2 separate regions of the Urocitellus parryii genome follow, and region 1 is linked to region 2. A link is a contact called in public Hi-C data. All regions are on one chromosome and are shown on one strand. The core of a region is the stretch at or near the end of the contact, and the rest is flanking DNA. Distances in the headings are between cores, read along the strand shown. Region 1 holds the start of Dync1h1 (dynein cytoplasmic 1 heavy chain 1). Region 2 holds the start of Mok (MOK protein kinase).

Region 1 (7,039 bases), core at 1,693-4,192, 260 kb before region 2:
TGACAAATAGCCCAGATAGAAAAGGGGGTGGTTCCTGGAAAGAAGCTTCATCAGAAGCGTTCTGTAACCCTGTGGAGCTCTAGCTTAGTCCTCTAGCTGTGCCCTGGTCAAAGGCTGTGGCCTGCCTTGAAGTGGCAAGGAATGTCAAACCCATAAGTACTCTGTTGCTTCCACCACCAGCACTCATTCCTGGGGTCCTGGGGTAAGATGCTGGTTTCACACCCAGTAACCAGTGCCCACTCTGGGCCACACCCAGCTGGTGCTGATAATTCTGAGCTTAGAGGACCTCTCTCTGCTCCCAGAACTGGGGTTGAATTAGCCCATGGAATGAATGAGGGTTCAATGTGGAATTATGAGGGAGAGGAGGAGATTTCCATCAAGGAGCCTGAAGATGTGGTTCAGGGGAGTTCCACCAAAGGGTTCTGGGCTGTCCACAGGTTAGGTGAGGCAAGAATGGGGATGAGGCTGCCACCAGCCAGAACTTGAGAAGCCATTGTTGTTGTTGTTATTATTATTATTATTATTATTGGTACTAGGGATTGAATGCAGGGGTACTTTACCACTGAGCCACATCTCCAGTCCTTTTTAAATTTTATTTTGAGACAGGGTCTTGCTTAGCTGCTTAGGGCTTCATTAAATTGCTGAGTGATCTTGCAATCCTCCCTCAGCCTCCCAAGTCAGGGATTACAGGCCTGTGCCACCATGCGTGGTACCCACATAATATTTTAAAGAGAGGTAGGATGTGGGTATGCTTTCATCTGTGCAGACCACACATCACCAATTTCTGATAAATACAAGCAGCTACTGTCATCCTACACTGACTTAGAAAGACCTCTCTCCAGCACTTCCTGACAACTGAGAGTAGGTTCTACCATTGACAGGCGAAAGCAGAGATATTAAAACACAGAAATGCATGGGAGAAGCAGGTGGGTAGATCCCCCACCTTGGATCAGCTCAGGGTGTGATCAGGCCTATGGCAGGAGGCAGAAAGGGCCCCATGAGAGCTTCCTCTCACCCTCAGCACCGGTGCAGTCTGGCCAGCCTCTGGCATAATGCACATGGAATGTCAGCACTCTGTGTAGAAAGCCCCTAATCACAACTGACCTTCTTCTTTTTACATATTAAATACAACAAACATAGCAAGGACATTCGGTTCATTTATAAATCCTTGTAGATGGATTACTCAGTTTTTTCTGATTTTCATCCTCTTAGAAATAATAAATGATTTTAGTTTTGAGCCCATCGTGCAGGACTGGGAATTTGGAGCCCGTTATCTGTCTCCTTGGCTCGGAGCCAGGTTGCAGATGTTTGAGTCCCTTGGCTGCCTGAGTGTCTCCCATGCTGGTGCTGACTCACGGTGCAGCCAATATGCAGTCTCTTTATCTTCCAGGTCTCTGCGGATTTCTGTGTCTCAGATGGTGACCTGCCTCTTCATTCCAGTTCCTAGCCCTAAAGGACATATAGAAGGAAACTCTTAGCACAGTGCCTAGCATGGAATGAGCACTCAGTATCAGCTATTGGTCGTGTGTTGTTGTCATTCATTACTATTATGACCATAACACAAACTTGTTGCTGTTGTTCTATTTTTTCCTCCTAAAAGATATTTAGAACTGTGTGGGCATATCATACAAGGGTGGGTTGATGAAGGGCAGGACGATGGGAAACCAATCTGTTATTTATTTCATAAACTCCTTAAAGATAAGAACCATCTGATTAGCCTCTGTGTTCCAGCAGTCTCTGGGGCCTGGCACCAGATAATTGTGCAAGGAATAAGCATATTGTAGGTTATGCAGTTTTCCAAAGATGATTTGGGACAATAGAATCATACCATCATCAGTTCACCAATCAGGATTCAGCTCTCTGACTCTGTACTTTGATATAAAAAATGCCTTTGGCTTCCTTCCCTCTGTTCAACTGAAAAAGCAAGTTATGGGTTTGAACTTTCTAAGGCCAATTACTACCTCCTTAGAAGGAACTGCCATCTCTAAACCACAAATGAGGGGCGCCTGGATTCTGGCCCTTACGTGGTCTTGGTGTAGGGGAGGTTGGGGTGGGACAGAACAAGGGGAACCTTAGCCAGCAAGCATCCCAGCCCTTGCTTCTACTGTCCCAAATGCTGAAGCCCACGGAAGGGCAGTGCCAGTTCAGGGCTGCTGGGGGGGGGGGGCAATCACTACTATAAGCACATATCCTCATATAGGCGGCACCCCTCTCGGTCCTCGCAGCATCCTTGCCTGGGGGGAGGCCTGATTTGGTCTTTGGGACCCAGGTCCCTTCAGAGTCTGTATCCACGTGTCATTCCTGGCTTAATTTCACACTGCCCTGCAGTAAATGCCCCAGCCACAGCCTTCAGGCCTCTCCGTCCTGGTAGAGGCCCGTTACTCCACTGGAATGTCCCCTTCTACCAAGCAGTGCGACCACCGGCACGGCCCCCCATCCCTCCCCCTCTGAAAAAACTCTCATGTACCTCCGTATACATAAGGTACGTAAGCATATGTAGGGCGACCTGGACCAGGCCTACATTGCGGCACTTAATGTGCACTCATTTCTTCACTCGCTAGGAGCTTAGAACAAAGCCCGGCACAAGCTGAGCGCCTGTTAAATCTGGGTTCTCATCCACACATCATTCGTTAGCTATTTGTGGCGTTCTCGGGATGTGTGCGATTCGCTGCGTCCACGGTCCACCGCAGTGAACAAGGCAGACGCGGTTCGGTAGCACGCCGCTTTCACCCCGGAGGCCAAGCCAGGTCCGCATCAGCAGGGCTGACAGTGAGGAGACTCGGGCCCCGCCCAGCGCCGGGACTACAAGTTCCAGAAGGCCGCGCGGCGGCGACGCCAGGCACCCAGCGCATCTGCGGCGTCGTGACGCCAGCCGCGAGCGGGCGCCGGTGGCTGCGGCGGCTGCGGCCGGCGGGTGGGGCGGGGCCGGCGGGCGGCGGCTGCCTAAAGGGCGGAGCCGGCGCCGCTCACCCCAGTCGGCCGTGGGCTAGCGGACGGTGCGACTTCCGGCGCCCGTTTCTCTCTCTCTCTCTCTCTCTCTCTCTCTCTCTCTCTCGTTCGCTCCTGTCTCTCGCCGGGTCGCGGACACCTTCTCAGTGCTGCTTGCGGGTCCGAGCGCGGCGCCATGTCGGAGCCCGGGGGCGGCGGTGGCGAGGACGGCTCGGCCGGCCTGGAGGTGTCGGCCGTGCAGAACGTGGCCGACGTTTCGGTGCTGCAGAAGCACCTGCGCAAGCTGGTGCCGCTGCTGCTGGAGGATGGCGGCGAGGCGCCCGCCGCGCTCGAGGCGGCGCTGGAGGAGAAGAGTGCCCTGGAGCAGATGCGCAAGTTCTTGTCGGACCCGCAGGTCCACACGGTCTTGGTGGAGCGCTCCACCCTCAAAGGTGCGGGGCCGGCGCCAGGGCCCAGCGTAGGGCAGGGGCGGCCCGCGGGAGGGACAAGCCCCCACGCCCGCTGACACCACTCAGGATGGGACGAACCCCCCACATTCCGGACACCACTGGGGATGGGAGGAGTCCCCCACGCTCCAGACTACTCCCTGGAGGGACGAGCCCCCCACTCCTCAGATGCCCCTTGGGATGGGAGCCCCCCACATTCCAGACACCTCTGGGGATGTGAGGAGCTCCAAACGCCCCCGGGAGGGACGAGCCCCCCATTCCCCAGATGCCCGGCGGGATGGGAGGAGCCCCCCACCTTCCGGACACCACAGGGGATGGAGGAGCCCTCCACGCCCCAGATGCCCCCGGGAGGGAGGAGCCTCCCATATTCCGGACACCACTGGGGATGGGAGGAGTCCCCCATGCCCCAGACGCCCCCCTCCCCCGAGGCACGAGCCCCCCACGCCCCAGACGCCCCGCAGAGGCCGGCGCTGCTTCACTCCTTGCCCGGGCTGGAGCCCCGCGGGGTGCCCGCATCCTGGTTAAGGGAAGGGATCAGGGTGCCTCTGTCTTGCCATCATCCAAACAATGGGGTCGCTTTGTGTGCTCGGGCCTCTCAAGATGGCCGAGTTGGGTGGAGACAGCGTCTCCCTGGGCCGAGTGCGAGCGGAGGCCGCATCCCTGCCTCCAACGTCACATGAGCTTTTCAGTTTCGATTCGCGACCAGGCCTAGGCGGCTTCGGGAGGGAGCAGACCCAGGAGCAAACCTGGGAGCCGTGGCAGCTGGATTGTGGTTGAGGAAGGAGGTCGTGGTGGGTCAGAGGTAGCCTAGGCAAGAGAGGCCTCCCCTGCAGGACCCAGAGGCCGAGGCTCACAGGATGACAGTACCAGCAGAGTGCCTGCAGAGCATCTCTGCTGGAGGGCGGATGCTCACTGGGTGCTGAATGGGTATATCTCTCCATTTACGCGTGAGAAAACCGAATCTCCAGTTACATGACTGGCCCAAGGTCAGCACCTAATTCTTGTCCTTAGCCTGGACTCATCATATCAGTTTCCAGTCCATCGCTTCACTAATTATGCCTACAATTTGTGCAGTGCTTACATGATTCTAATGATAAGCCTGTAATATTTAAGTCTGATTTTACAGGTTAAAAGAAAGAGATTGGGAGAGGAGGCAAAAAGTTTGCATATTCCTGCAGTCTTCTCAAAAAGCACACCCACCTAGAGTTTGGAAATTGTCTATGGGGTTTCTTTTTTGGGGGGATTTTTTTTTTTTTTTTGGTATCAGGGATTGAACCCAGGAGCATTTAACTTCTGAGCCACATCCTCAGCCCTTTTTATTTTGAGACAAGAATCTCATCAAGTTGTTTAGGGCCTGGCTAAGTTGCTGAGGTTGATCTTGAGTTTGTAGTCTTCCTGCCTCAGTCTCCAGAGCAACTTCGATTACAGGCATGGGCCGCCATGCCTGCTTGGCCTACTTGTTGATTTTTTTAAAAAATATATTTCGTTAGTTGTTAATGAACTTTATTTTATTTATCTGTATACAGTGCTGAGAATCGACCCCAGAGCTAGGCAAGCGCTCCACCACTGAGACACCACCCCAGCCCCTTTTTGTTGATTCTTTAAAAAACCACTTTGTAGTAGATGGAGAGCATATGAGACAAGCTCATGAATGGGTGTGGCACCATCCATCTGCATCTGGGATCCCAGGGATGATATCCAAGTCAGTTTTAAGGTTAGCACCCAGAGACTGGAGATTGTCTGAAAATGTTTGCCAGCAAGTTTCTTGAAATTTCAAAAAGCAGTGGGTTGCTGGCCATAGAGAACCCAGGCTACCTGCCCTCTGTGCCTCACAAGCTTGATTCTTTTTGATAGTTTGTTTCTTTCAGAGGCTGTTCTTATTCAGAGATGCTTCTCTGCAGCCTTCTTTTGGTCCAGAGGTTCTGAGGGTATGAAAGAATAGTTTTCTTATATCCCTATAGAATGTTCAAAGCAAATAAGCTGTTTGAGCATGTTTAAAGCATTAATGTTGTCATGTTTGGGGTAATGTATTCCTGTATGTAAATCATGTGTTAAAAAAATCAAGCACTCAGTGTCAGAGCACTTGCCTAGCATGCATGAAGCCCTGGGTTTCATGTCCAGCATCACAAAGAAAAGAAAACTCATCCACTCTTGACAAAAACCATGTTTCTCTCATACACATGAGATAAAAATCATCCGAATTCTTCTACCCCAATAGAACCACAGACTGCATTTTGGCCCATGTCTTTCTGGTCATTTTTCAAATAAATCTTAGTGGGTTTTTTTTAATTTTTATTTTTTTTATTTTTCAGTTTTTGGTGGACACATCATCTTTATTTTATTTTTATGTGGTGCTGAGGATCAAACCCAGCACCCCATGCATGCCAGGTAAGCGTGTTACCGCTTGAGCCACATCCCCAGCCCTAAATCTTAGTTTTTTAAATTATTATATTTTGAGTAGTTTGACCATAGCTCTTTATCTTATTTTTGTTGTACTCTTTATGTTTTAAAATCAGTGATTTTTTTTTAACCTTGGGTCATGATTTATTTTTATGAAAAAAATTGCAAGTTTTTGCTCTTTACTTCTAGAAAGATCATCAGTAGTTCTTTTTTTCAAACATCTTAGAATTAAACTTTGCTAAAATTATTGCAGGTGTGGGGGGCATATTTGAATTGTGTACTTTTCTTCCGTTCAGCAAAGAACATCCAGTCATCCAAATCTTGGCTCCATAATGACTTGCATTTTTTAAAGTCAAGTCAGGAATGAGACTGTCTAAAATGGAAATGCTGCCTCAGTCCTGTGTTTTTAAAACTCCCTGAGGTATTTCTGGCAATTCAGCCTGTCTTTAGTTTCTTTTTCACTTACAAAAATCTAAGGAAAGATTTTTAAAATTAATCCAAGTTTATTCTATAAGGCCTCATTGGTCTTATTAGCGTCCATCTGGGCCACATAAGGAGAGTTTATTTTTTTGTTGTTGTTTGTTTTGGTGCTAGAGATTAAACTCGGGGCCCTGGACATTATAAGTACACATTCTATCGCTAAGCTATACCCCAGCTCCTACACAAGGACAGTAGATGAGTACAGACCCAGCACCCTTGCTAGCAGGGCTTTTTTAGGGGTAGTTTGTATGAGTTAATTTTGACATTTGTATGGTTAGTCAAATATGTGCATCCAATAGTTGATTATAATGAAAGGGTAGGCTTGCATTAATAGAGAAAACAAATCAGAATTATTTAAATGGAAAATCACCAACCACCATAAAGTAGCATAATATATTTCATTAATGGGAGATTGCTTTTTCTATTTTATTCCCCTATTTTTTTTTGGAAAAAGTTTCCAACATTTGTGTTGGATATAGAAGCATTTTTATATGAAGCCAGATACATACATATGTATGTATATATACGTGTGTGTGTATAAAATTTTTAAGCTACCCTGGCTAGCTGTGAGCTTTTGTAAAATTCAGCCTTCTTCAAAATATAGAAATGAAAGTTGTGGAGTTTAGCAGCTTATTTTACTTGTGAAAAGTTGGAGAGTCAGGGGCTGGGGTTGTGGCTCAGAGGTACAGCACTTGCCTAGCACTGGTGAGGCACTGGGTTTGATTCTCAGCACCACATAAAAACAATTCAAAGTTAAATTCTTT
Region 2 (7,339 bases), core at 966-3,465:
TTCAACTCCAACCACCATCTATCATGACTACAAATTCATGAGACTCCCAGTGAGAGCTGCCTAGTTGAGTGGAGGCAACCCACAGAACCATAAGAAAAGTGTGTTGTTAAGTCCCTAAGTTGGGGTGATTTGCTTAGTGATACATACCTAGAAAAGAAAACCAGGATGATAAAGAAAGGTCAGAGACTGGCCCCAAGCTGCCATCATGTCTGCTCAGCTTCAGCAATTACACAGCATTAACTGGTTGCTCCCTGCTACACAAATGATCCAAAACAAAAAGGAGAAGGACAGCAATACACTACAGACTGATCAAAGCATCCCTACACATGTGAGCGAGCACTGCCTAGAAAACAATAAGAAAGAATACCTGGAAAATCCAAAAATTAAAGACCAACATGATAATCTAGCATGCCCAGGTGTATTCTGACCCCATGCTATGGGTCCAACTTGCACCATTACTCACTTTTCCTGTTCATTCTGCTTCTATGATTCCGTCTCTGTGATTTTCTGTTCTGAAATGTTCTCTCCACTGTTAACTACTTGTAAAACATTTAATTCATGATCAGGTCTTAAACCAGAGATGAGAGGCTGCATGAACTCTCGGACTGGATTTTAAGATAGAATAAAGAAAGGGAAAAGATGTTATCACTAAACCAAGTAACTGAAAGCTACCAAAATGACCATCTGAGATGAGCCAGGGTGGGGGCACACATAGGTAATCCCAACTACTCTGGAGGCTTAGGCAGGAGGATTGGGAGTTCCAGGACAGCGTCTGCAATACAAGACCCTATCCCAAAATTCAAAAATTTAAAAAAGGGCTGGAGATTTAGCTAAGTGGTTAAGCCTCTTTAGGGCATAAAACACAAAATGCAAATTATATATACTTTTAAAAATATTTTTTAGTTGTAGATGGACACAATACCTTTACTTATTTATCTTTATGTGGTGCCCAGGGCCTCACACATGCTAGGTGAGTGCTCTAACACTGAGCCACAACCCCAGCCCATACATATGTACTTTATATACTCATATATACATATGCCTATATGTAGTTACTAACATTAGGGGTTTTTTTCTTTATTTTATTTTTTTATTTATTTATATTTTGGTGTCAGCAATTGAAACCAGGGTGCTTAGCCACTGAACCACACCCTCAGTTCTTTTTATTTTATTTTTTTCTTTTTAGACAGAGCCTAAGTTGCTTAGGGCTTCCAGAATTTGCAGAGACTGGTCTTGAACTTTAGATCCTCCAGCTTCAGCCTCCAGGGTTGCTGGGATTAGAGGTGTGCTCCACCACACCAGCTAACTTTGAGAGGGATAGATACATATTTACACACACACACACACACACACACACACACACATACATGCGCACATATTTAGGAAACTGAAAAGAGAAGTCACTTCTTGGAGTGCAGCGTGAAGAGTGTATGAGGCAAAGACGGATATGTTTTAATATATCGTGCAATTTACAGCATTCACAAAAAACAATTAGGATACAATGCAGGTTTAATATAACCAGCATAGTTCCAACTTGAAACACCAAAGGAGGCTGAACTTGTAAGCGCCTCTGGCTGACAGCCATAAACGACAATACCTGAAGAGTGATGCTGAACACGACAGCGAGCCGCGCTGCTGGCCGCAGATCGGCCACGATCCACAAACCCAACGCGGGCAAACTTTCTTTTACCCCTTTTCTAGGATGAGGCCCACTTCCCAACTTCTAAGTAACCGTTTCTAATGTCACTAAAAGGATGCTTCTAAGTTCCTGTGAACCCAGCTGCTATAGAAACACTACTGCTCGACCCCAAAAATGAAACGCACGCCCAGGTCCGGCGACTGCACGCCGAGCACTTCACCCTGGCAGGGCGCCGGCTGCGAGCGCCCACGGCCACCCGGAACGTTCAGAAACGGAACCTCGCCCGGCGCGGCTCTGAAAACCCGGCTCCCGCACCTCCGGCCTGCACCGCCCGGCGCCGGGGCAGAGCGGCACTCGCCCGCCCAGCCCCCAGAACGGCCCGGCCCGGCCCTCCCGGCTCACTCACTCTTCATCCTGCGCGCGAGAGTCGGCGACAACCCCTGGCCGACCCTGCGCGGAAAAGACAAGGGCAGGAAGGCCGGGACCTGCCCTCCTCTCCCTGAGGCGGGATCCTGTGCTGGGACCTCCGCGGTGGCCCCTTGCCCAAGAGCGTTAGGATACAGCCGCCATATTGTATCCTCGTCACCCTGGCAACCGTCGGCCCTGACCGCCCCCGAGGTGGAGCCGCGCGTGCGCAGAAGCCTGCCAACATACGCATGCGCAATGCGGCCCGCCTCCTCTGCGTGGTTACTTAGCGACCGCCGCCGCCGCTTCAAATTTAAACCCTCGCGGGCTGGAGTCTCCCGGCTGTCACTCAGCAATTCCGAGCCTGAAACGCGGAAGAGATCCTGCAACTTCTACTAGCTCGAAAACTCTGACGTTAAATGACACCTCTTCTTTGCCACCTCATCCCGAAGTTGAGCATCTACCGGTCTGGTACCAGCGATTACCCAATGAATTTGTACGTTTTTCTTTTTTCTTGTTTCTCTCTCTCTCTCTCTCTCTCTCTCTCTCTCTCTCCTCTCTCACTCTCTCTTGGAATTTCTGATTATGTATTTGGACAAATTTTCCCATAATTGAAAGCTATAGATAAATCATATATATTCTTCTATAGTTTTCTTTTTTTCATTTAATATATTATAGTCACTCTGAGTTTGTTTTGGGTTCTGAGGATTGAACCTAGGGGCGCTTTACCATTACATCCCCAGACTTTTTCTAATTTTAATTTTTTCATTTTGAGACAGGGTCTTGCCAAGTTGCAGAGGCTGGCCTGAAACCTGTGATCCTTCTTCTTGAGTCTCCAGAGTTACTGGAATTACAGTCATATGGCATGTGACTGGCTAGTCACCTTTCAATATTGGCACATAGAGAGCTATCCTATGCTTTTTTAAAAATTTTTTAAAATTGTTGATATATATTTATTTATTTATATGTGGTACTGAGAATCTAATCCAGTGCCTCACACATGCCAGGCAAGTGTGCTACCGCTCAGCCCCAGCCCCTAATCTATGCTTTTTAACAGGTGTATTATATTACATGATATAATTTTTCCTAAAAATGCTTTATTTTTCACAATTACAAACAAGACCAGAAAGTATCCTTGTACATATCTTTAAACATTCGTGTGATTGTTTTGATAGGAGTTAATAGGTTAAAAGGCATTCACAATTTTTTTTAATATTTATTTTTTAGTTCTCGGCGGACACAACATCTTTGTTGGTATGTGGTGCTGAGGATCGAACCTGGGCCGCACGCATGCCAGGCGAGCACGCTACCGCTTGAGCCACATCCCCAGCCCGGCATTCACAATTTAAATGTAGAAAATCACTCACCAGCAATATTCTACCAACATATAGAAAAGTCTATACACAAATTCCCTCTTCTCCACTCTAGTGTGGACACAGGCTATTATCTAAAAGATTAAGACAACATTCGGAAAAACTGATTTGAAACATATAATACAAAAATCTTAAAATATCCTGTGTGGGTGTGGGTGTGGGTGTGGTACTGTGCATTGAACCTAGAGGCCCTCTACCACTGAGCTACACCTCCAGTCCTTTTTAATTTATTGCCTTGAAATTGGGATCCTCTCCTCAACTTCCCAAGTAGCTCAGATTAAAGGCATGTGCTACGAAACCTGGCTTAAATTTTTTTATGGTTTAAAAAAAAATTAGTAGTGTTAAAAAACTATTGCAGGGGCTGAGTTTTGGCTCAATGGTAGAGCACTTACCTAGCATGGGTGAGGCACTGGGTTCGATCCCCAGCACCACATAAAAGTAAACAAAATAAAGGTATAATATATATATATATATATATATATATATATATATATATATATATATACACACACACTATGGGAGGCCATCATTTTGGGAGGAACTTCCACACTAGCCCACAACAAACCAGACCAAACCAAAATGGAGTCACTCATGCTAAATGCCACCATCAAACTGAAAATTTAAGCAAATAGATCCCAAAACACACTAGTTTTTCCCCAAAACAGGAGATCCAGTCTACCCAAGTCAGCTTTGCTTTCACTCCTGCCAAAATAATACAACTTGACACTAACCCATCAGCTTTCTTTCTATTGTTCTGTTACCACCTTATAAAACCCATGGTTCTGTTTTTGCATAGTGGGAGCTCTCATTCTGTTCTGAAGAATGGAGGCTGCCCCAATTCTTGAATCTGGAACAAAATCCAATTCAACCTAAAACTAAGTATGTTGTGAATTTATCTTTTTTTTTTATATAACTTTTTTTTTTTTTTAATATTTATTTTCTTAGTTCTCGGCGGACACAACATCTTTGTTGGTATGTGGTGCTGAGGATCGAACCCGGGCCGCACGCATGCCAGGCGAGCGCGCTACCGCTTGAGCCACATCCCCAGCCCATCTTTTGACACTAGAAAAATGTCAAAGGACAGCTGGATGCAGTGACCCACACCTGTAATCCCAGAGACTTGGGAAGCTAAGGCAAGAAGATCAGAAGTCCTAGTCTGATCAATTTAGGTGACAGTCTCAACAACTTAGTGAGATTCTGTCTCAAAAATAAAAATTTAAAAGGAATGGAGCCAGGCATGGTGGCACACGCCTTTAATCCCAGCAGCTCCGGAGGCTGAGACAGGAGGATCTCAAGTTCAAAACCTGCCTCGGCAATAGTGAGGCGCTAAGCAACTCAGTGAGACCCTGTCTCTATATAAAATATGGCTCAGTGTCAAGTGCCCCTGAGTTCAATCCCTGGTACCCCCCACCCAAAAAGGGCTGGAGTTGTGGCTCAGTGGTTAAATACCCCAGTACCAAAATAATAATAATAATAGGAGTAGTAATTGGAAGCCACTGAAAAGCAGTAAGAGGGAGGAGAATATCCCACCTTAAGGAAAGAAATTTTTAAGGTCACCTGGTTTCTGGAATCAACCGATTTGTTGAAGCAAATTAGAAGCAACATCTGAAAAATCCTTCTGTTTCTCTATTTTTCTTTTGTATGATCTAACAGTTTGACATGTACATATTGTATAATGAAGCATTTTTGTTTCTGGATTTATTTTTGTTTTCCTTTCAATTTTTTCCCTCAGAATTCAACTTTATGATTGGAAGTTCTATTGTCTCCATCTATGTGCCCCTGGATCCATAGTCAACACAAAAAAAGTGTAGAAAGAAAGTAGGAAGGTAGTTTAGGTAGTTCACGGGAATTGTTTAGGAGATAAACAAAAGAGGCCTGGCTGATGGAAGAGTGAGGAAAATCAAAGCATCAACTCATGTCTGACCTCTGAAGAATAGCATCCCAGAAAAAGAAAAAATTCAGATGAAGGAGATTATGAAATCTCCATCAGAAACATTCTTCACCAAAGTGTTTCTAGAGTGGATGGGAACATTTCTGAGCAGAAAGGCCTGAGGAATGGCCAGAATGTGGAGTTTGATTTTTTTCACCAGTATTTACTGAGCACCTATTATGGCCCAGCACTACTCTAGTCACCTAGGACACAGGAACGGTGCACTTATGACATTTCAGAGCATAGGGGATAGTGAGAAGTTCTAAACAGTGTTGAAAGAGAAAACCTAGATATATCTAAAAACCCGGGTTCCAGCACTGGAAGTCCCAATTGGGACATCTCATTGGACTGGACATAGAAGATAAAGTGTGGCTTTCTGCTTGCTGAGGGATCTCTGTTCTAGAGTTCTCTAGTTATTGGCCAAGTGTGAGGGTAGAAGAAAAATTGTGTTCAGATGTGCAGGACTCCGTCCGAAGTTTCAGTGATCCTCAGCACCACATAAAAATAAATAAATAAAATAAAGATATAGGGCTGCGGATGTGGCTCAAGTGGTAGTGCGCTCGCCTGGCATGTGCAGGTTGCTGGGTTCAATCCTCAGCACCACATTAAAAAAAATAAATAAAGATGTTGTATCCACTGAAAATTAAAAAATAAATATTAAAAAATTCTCTCGCTCTTAAAAAAATAAATGTATAAAAAATTTTAAAAAGAAAAAGGAAATTAGCAAAGTAAACCCAGAGGAACACAAACAGTTCTGTTAGAAAGAAATGTAATTATAGTAAACCTTGTGGCTGAGTTGGGAACAGTGTTTATAGAAACAACGATGTAAATACTGAATACTGATTTAGCTAAAAAATCAATGGTATTACTATTTGAAAATCATAGGAAAGGGGAGTACATGTGAGTTGGGAAAATGTTGGAAAAATAACTATGTCCTAATTTGTATAGAACGAATTTGACAGATAGTGTCTAAAATTGAAAAAAAAATAGTATAATCATATTACTTAGATTTATGGGAGGAAAAGGCAGAAGAAATCAACGCTCACAATGGTTACCTGTAGGAGCTGGATGGTGACAGGGAGGGGATGGGCTGGACGAATGCTCTTCATCAAAAGCTTTTAGTACTATATGGCTTAAAATCATATATTTGTTTTATTTTTCTTGAATATAACACTTCAATTTTCAAAAAGCATCATTTAGGGATTTAAGAACTTAAAATCAGGGGCTGGTGTGTAGCTCAGTGTCAAGTGCTTGCCTCACAAGCACTAGAGTTCGATCCCCAGTACCACTTACCAAATTCGTAAATATTTAGAGCATATACATATTTTAAACATTTAATGCCATTTTTAATTTTTTGATACCAGGGACTGAATCCAGGGCACTTAGCCACTGAACCACATCCCCAAACCATTTTTATATTTTATTTAGAAACCGGGTCTTCTGAGTTGCTTTGGGCCTCTATAAGTTACTGAGGCTGGCCTTGAACTCGCCATCCTCCGGCCTCAGCCTCCCAAGCTGCTGGGATTACAGGTGGCGCTCGGCCTAATGGCATTTCTTATTTATTTAATTTATAAATAGAATAGTTGTGGAGAGATTCAATGTTAAACCTGTTTTGCAAGTTGAAGCTTTACTAACGGAAGAAATGAAGGTGAATGATGTGGGATACGCACAAGGCCTGAGCAGTTCTGATATGCCCTTCACGGGGAGGGGGTGCTCACGAGGTCATTAAGTTAAAATGCGGTCACCAGGGCCACCAGGACCGCAGTCCTTCCAAGGGGGGCGAAGCCGGACTCGGTGATGCGGGAGGCCGGCAAGCGAGGCCGGAGGCAGAGTGGAGCAGAGCTTCTGAAGCCCGGAGAGTCGAGGCCGCCCTCCCCGCCGGCCGCGACGAGCGCCCGGGGCGCAGGAGCCAGGCGCCGGCCCGAGCGGAGCGCGCGGGACTCGGGCGCCCCCTGACGTCCGCCGCCGGGTGCGCACCTGGGGCCGCGGGAA

What was found. A called contact is a pair of places that touch in the nucleus more often than the background predicts.
Region 1: a contact with region 2 is called in a Hi-C map of muscle, with 4 times the contacts expected there. The contact joins the promoter of Dync1h1 here to the promoter of Mok in region 2. A contact is called at or near these places in 2 of 2 Hi-C or Micro-C datasets (liver and muscle).

The regions. Positions count from the first base shown.
Region 1 is chr6:4,089,710-4,096,748 of mUroPar1.hap1, reverse strand. It overlaps Dync1h1 (dynein cytoplasmic 1 heavy chain 1), which reads left to right and starts at 2,942. Exons shown (of 78, transcript XM_026413775.2): 1 at 2,942-3,380. The coding sequence starts at 3,125. LOC113200379 (a long non-coding RNA gene) reads right to left here and starts at 2,762. Exons shown (of 5, transcript XR_013343735.1): 1 at 2,468-2,762; 2 at 1,016-1,449.
Region 2 is chr6:3,830,150-3,837,488 of mUroPar1.hap1, reverse strand. It overlaps Mok (MOK protein kinase), which reads right to left and starts at 2,215. Exons shown (of 12, transcript XM_026413783.2): 1 at 2,046-2,215. The coding sequence starts at 2,052.